Regions from separate parts of the Sus scrofa genome. Here region 2 is linked to region 1. A link is a contact called in public Hi-C data. All regions are on one chromosome and are shown on one strand. Each heading gives the region's core, a stretch centred on a gene start, on an enhancer-like site or on the middle of the called end of the contact. The rest is flanking DNA. Distances are from core to core; before and after follow the strand shown.

What was found. Hi-C and Micro-C count contacts between places; a contact is called where the count stands out from the background.
Region 2: a Hi-C map of liver shows a contact between it and region 1, with 2.4 times the contacts expected there. The contact joins two enhancer-like sites. A contact is called at or near these places in 1 of 5 promoter capture datasets (fetal liver), 1 of 47 Hi-C or Micro-C datasets (liver) and 1 of 2 datasets of contacts at active chromatin or transcription factors (alveolar macrophages).

The regions. Positions count from the first base shown.
Region 1 is chr18:10,402,132-10,404,831 of Sscrofa11.1, forward strand. UBN2 (ubinuclein-2) reads right to left here. Exons shown (of 16, transcript XM_021079092.1): 8 at 686-804; 9 at 1-25. Among named protein-coding and RNA genes, the nearest start is that of UBN2, 48 kb to the right of the region's middle. Within about 2 kb of position 1,315, at least 13 of the 83 cell types and tissues checked have an H3K27ac peak or open chromatin away from gene starts, as enhancers often do. A contact at or near this core is called in alveolar macrophages and liver, where this site is marked.
Region 2 is chr18:10,492,673-10,495,372 of Sscrofa11.1, forward strand. TTC26 (intraflagellar transport protein 56) reads right to left here. Exons shown (of 17, transcript XM_005657746.3): 7 at 2,405-2,576. Among named protein-coding and RNA genes, the nearest start is that of TTC26, 16 kb to the right of the region's middle. Within about 2 kb of position 1,304, at least 12 of the 83 cell types and tissues checked have an H3K27ac peak or open chromatin away from gene starts, as enhancers often do. A contact at or near this core is called in alveolar macrophages and liver, where this site is marked.

The sequences.
Region 1 (2,700 bases), core at 65-2,564:
TTCTCGTTCTTCATCTGTTTGAAACCTAAAAATAAAAAACATTTTAGGGGAGTTCCCATCGTGGCTCAGTGGTAATGAACCCAACTAGTGTCCACGAGAACGCAGGTTCAATTCTTGGCCCCACTCAGTGGGTTAAGGATCCAGCGTTGCTGTGACCTGTGGTGTAGGTTGCAGACTTGGCTCGGATCCCGAGTTGCAAAGAAAAACATTTTATGAAGCCAAATTTTAATCCAACATTGCCTATATGCTCCACAGATAGCTGCTGAATTGCTCAACTGAATGTTAACTCAAAAGACAGGGTAAGTAATACTTTAAATTCAAAGGGCATTATAAAGTGCTCTGGTAAATGAAGTCTTCAAATCTAAAATAAAGGCATGAACACTTATATTTAGTTCAGAAAATATTTGTATCCAACTTCAAGCAGTCAAGTAGGTCAACGTGAAATGTCTGAGCAGTGTCAGCTCTGGCTGTGATCACACCCATTCAATGAATCAACAGACTTTTTGACTTTCACACCAAAGAGACTGAGTGGGAAGTGACTTGTCACTTAGAAAATATTCAATTATACCACTTCAGTGGCATATGTGGATTTCTACTTGGCAATGACGTCCACTTAAGACCAATTCCTAAGTGCCACAAGTATTTCTCAAATGCAAAATCCAGTACAAATCGAAGAGGTACATACTTGGCACACTTAGCTTGATTACGAGCCTGGCAGTCCTCCTGGTATTTAAATAGCTGTTCAGGCATGACATTGCTAACAGCCAGTTTCAGTTTTTGCAGAGGTTCTCTTAAACGATCATCCTGAGGGAGAGAAAAATAATGAAAGTTTTTTCAAACAAATTTACAAACCTTATTTGCAAGAAGATCCTCAAAAGATGAAATCTGGGTTTTAGACACTGATCACAGTTGAAACGGTAGCATATTTAAATACGGACATTTCTCCCACAACACTGACTTCTCATAATGCACACTGGATATAAAGTTAGGATAACCACACATCCCAGGCAGCCAAGAGGAATCCTAGTTTTTACCTGCTGCCTCAGCATAATTATTAATAATGCTAAATTACATTCTTAAAAATGCTCCATATTTGGCCAGTAAATTATATGGACATTTTAACATAATAAAATGCTTAAATAGAGAACAAAATCTACATTGTGCAAAGTACTACTAGTTAATCCTGTTATAATGGGGAACTAGTACCACAAAAAGAGATTCTGCTTTGGAAGACTGCAATGCACGATGTGGCTTGCCAACTACCCACAGGATGCCAGTATTCTGCTTTCTTGTTTATTGTTAGTAATTGTGACTTATGTTGCAAGCAGAAATTCAAGGTCAAGGCGAAAGTGAAAGAGGAAACTGGGACTCTTACTCATGTGGGTTCAGGGCAAAAAGAAAAGCAAGCAGAAGTTTGCATCTGACAGCTTTAAGCAATCAATTTATTATTTTCATCTTGCAAGTAACAAAATATATATGTAACTATCAAGAACATACTTTTTATTACTGGTATAGGTACAGAAATATTATAAGACTTCACTTTTCTTCACTGACATAACTGTTTAAAATGTGATTTTTGGTAAGGAAAGGATTTTTAGGAATGCAATTATGTTATGGTAGGTGTTTTACAAATTAAATCATCTTATTTTATTATTAACATCAATTTATTAATAAAAACACAATATAAATATTACTAATAAGCATTTTACCTATTTCATGCATACCAATTAATAAAGACTGTACATGTGACAGTGTCTGCAGTAAAATCCCATTTAAAGAAAAGCAAAACATCCAGTATCATGGTTTCTGGGTGATCTCATTTTAAGAATGACCGAGCTGAGACTATCTGTCTGAAAACAACCCGAATAGCCAACAGTGAAATGAATAAATTAACTGAGAAATAGTCATACAATGAAACACTGTACACAGAGCAGTAAAAATGGAGTTCCGCCACATATAAAGACAGATAAATCTGAGATACATAATGTTGAGTGTAAAAAAGCAAGCTGCAAAAGAAAACAGACAGTATTACTCCATTTATATGAAGCTCAAAGATGCATTAAAAAAAAAACCCAATATAATGTTTGGGGATACAAATACACACGATTATACAATATAAAGAAGAGCAAGGGTTAGATAAATGTCTTTCTTCCAAGAGAAAGAGACACCGAGAGACAAGAGAGACAAGAGACACTGTCCAGGCAGAAGTGCAAAATCTGAGACCTCAAATAAATTTCACTTGTTCATTAAACTGCTTTACTGAGAAAGAACTATAGTTTCTCAATAAAAACAGAATTGTTTATTAACAAAAGTATTATAGTACCTATAATAAAGAATTCTATGCCTGTCAGATGACACCCACCACTGAGGTCCAGGGCATGACACTTAGGCCCCTATGTGTACCATGGTGGGCCTTAAAGAGGCAGCTGGGAAGTGTGACTCTCATCCCCTGACCAGAAAAGTTCAGACTGACTGAAAATAATAATCAGATTTTTCACCCCCAAAATATGGATTCACATAAGACAGCTTAGTTAATTGCAGGTGGTTCTTCTCTAATACAAAACCTTGGAAATAGTAATCTTATCTGCAGAGGCACATAAAAGGGTAAAAGCGAGACAAGAGGAGGTAGAGAGAAACATAATTAACCCAGATTATCACTTCCTATCCCTTCCTGGCTGCATTCTTGCCGTTAGGTCCACA
Region 2 (2,700 bases), core at 54-2,553, 91 kb after region 1:
GACACAATTTCAAGGGGAAAAGCATGCCTTTGGGAGATGGGAAGCGCGTTTGGTGTCCGGACTTGGACAGCGCTAGGCCCACAGCACGTTGCTAGCTGTGCCACCCACACCAGACTGTAGAAAGAACATGTGCAGACAAAATGTAAACATTTAATAGGCTGGACCTTATACTAAAACTAGCAAAGTCCCCAAGACTGACTCAAGGCAGAAAGGCAAGAATGCAGTTCTTTTATTTGTTCTAACCAAAAGGTGAAAACTCTAACAATACCAAACTGCAAATCCAGTTTATTATTAAACTGCTGAGGCTGGGAACTAGCCAATTCGGCAGACTCAAGGGATTCTAGTTGAAATGAGGATATCCAAGAATGTATTTTACATAATATGTAAAAGGATTGCTGCATTGCATTCGAAGCAATTTAACGGACAAGAATTTATTTTGCCACAACTGACCATCCTTATCCACAGGAGCCGGGGGCATGGGCGAAGGACAAGTGCTCCCTCTCCCGCCCCCTCCCCTGCCAACTGCTAAGCACTGGTTCACTCAGCAGGTGGCCCTCTGCCAGTGTGACGCTTGTGAGTAGTGCTCCTTGCTATTACATAGTCATATGTGATTCGATAGTGCAGTTAATTTTCTGGTTTCAGTTTCTTTCCTTCCTCTTCCTGCTCTAGGGTTATATGATGCCATTTAAACTGCTTTTGGGGCAAAGTGAGAGTTTAAATTTTTGACAAATGCACAAATTTTACATTTAAATTTTGGTGGCTTCTGACAACAACTAAAGTAATAGCCAAAGCAGTAAAGGCCAAGGGCCAGGGATCAAACCTGGGCACCAGCAGCCACCCAAGCTGTTGCAGTGACAATGCTGGATCCTCAACCCACTGCGCCACAGGAAATTTCCAAGCGTGGCTCCCTTGTAGGGCTAACATAAAAATTCTGTACATAAAGTTTATATAGATATGTAAACCTGAAGCTGTATGTGGATACAGTATAAAACATGCTATCGTTATGTTGATTTATACATCTGCTTCTATGTGTGTGTGAATGTGAGCGTGTATGCAGTTAAACAGAATGGGATTGTAACGTATGGCCTCCTATGCACTGCATTTCCCATAAAAAGAGAGATAAGAGAATTTATCCAAGGCTTGTCAGGGAAACCAAATAATGGATATGAAGCAGTCTGCGCAGGTAAGGAGTTAACCACTTTCTAAGCACGTATAAAATGTCCACCACTGCAGTCTCGTGGGGAAACCTTCAAGGAGACACTGAAGTGTGCTGAGCAGAGGAAGGCACTCGAGGAAATGGGACTGTTGATGCAAAGCTACAGTGGTGAGAAAGTGTGGGTGTGTGGAGCAACCTCAGTGGCGGGACTGGACAGAATAAGGCCAGCGGCAGGAGAGTTATTTCACGAACTGAGATAAGACAGAAGGAATGCCTGAACTAGAGCAGGGGCAGAGGAGAAGAGGGGCCAGATAAAAGAAAAGTCTGGGATGGAGAACTGCTAGGAACTGGTGGGTGATTAGATGGTGGATGAAGCAGAAGACGGTGATGGAGAGCCTACGTTTGGGGTTTTGTTTTTGTTTTCACTTTTACAGCCACACCTGCGGCATATGGAAGTTCCCAGGCCAGGGGTCAAATCAGAGCTTCAGCTGCAGCCTACGCCACAGCTACAGCAACACTGGATGAGAGCCACATCTGTGAGCTACACTGCAGCTTGAGGCAACTCAGGATCTTCAGCCCACTGAGCGAGGCCAGGGATCAAACCCACATCCTCACAGGGACTATGGCGGGTCCTTAACCCACTGAGCCACAATGGGAACTCCCACAAACATATTTTAGAGAAAGAAGTGAAAGCACTCGGTTTTAACATATTTAAGTTAATGTAAGGCACACATCTACAATATATTAGACACACAGAGGAAGGAGTTCCCATCGTAGCACAGCAGAAACGAATCCAACTAGGAACCATGAGGTTGTGGGTTCAATCCCTGGCCTCACTCAGTGAGTTAAGGATCTGGCATTGCTGTGAGCCGTGGTGTAGGTCGCAGACATGGCTCGGATCTGGTGTTGCTGTGGCTGTGGCCTAGACTGGCAGCTGTAGCTCAGATTCCACCCCTAGCCTGGGAACCTCCATATGATGTAGGTGTGGCCCTAAAAAGCAAAAGAAAAAGAAAAAAGAAAGAAAGAAAAAGAAAAAGAAAAAAAAACCAGAGAGAATTTGGAAGTGAACATTCTTTTTAGAATATCTGATAAATATAATTATTTATACAGTTAGGTTCTTATAAAATCATACTGGCTATAACAAAGGGATACTAATCAAAAGCAACAGATAGTAGAACTTCATGAATGACCCAGGAAACGCAGGGTAATTCACACTGGTATTACGCTAAAAGCAAGTTTCAACACTACCTCGGCTGCTTTGCCGTTGTAAAGGCGAAAATGATTGCAGGCCTTAAGGTTGAGTGCGATGGTACTATCAGGAATTTGCTGAAGATAAACAGCCAGAACTTCTTGAGACACATCGTAGTAATCCAACTTGTAGTAACACAGGGCCACATAAACGTTGAGGGCAAGGTACTCCCTGTCGGGGGAAAGAAGAAGTGTTGTCACACTAGGCTTTCTAATAGCTCCAATGGACAGCAAGACAAAGAGGACTTTGCTCCTCCTAAAGAAAGAAGGCAATACAGTCAGTATAGTATTTTTCT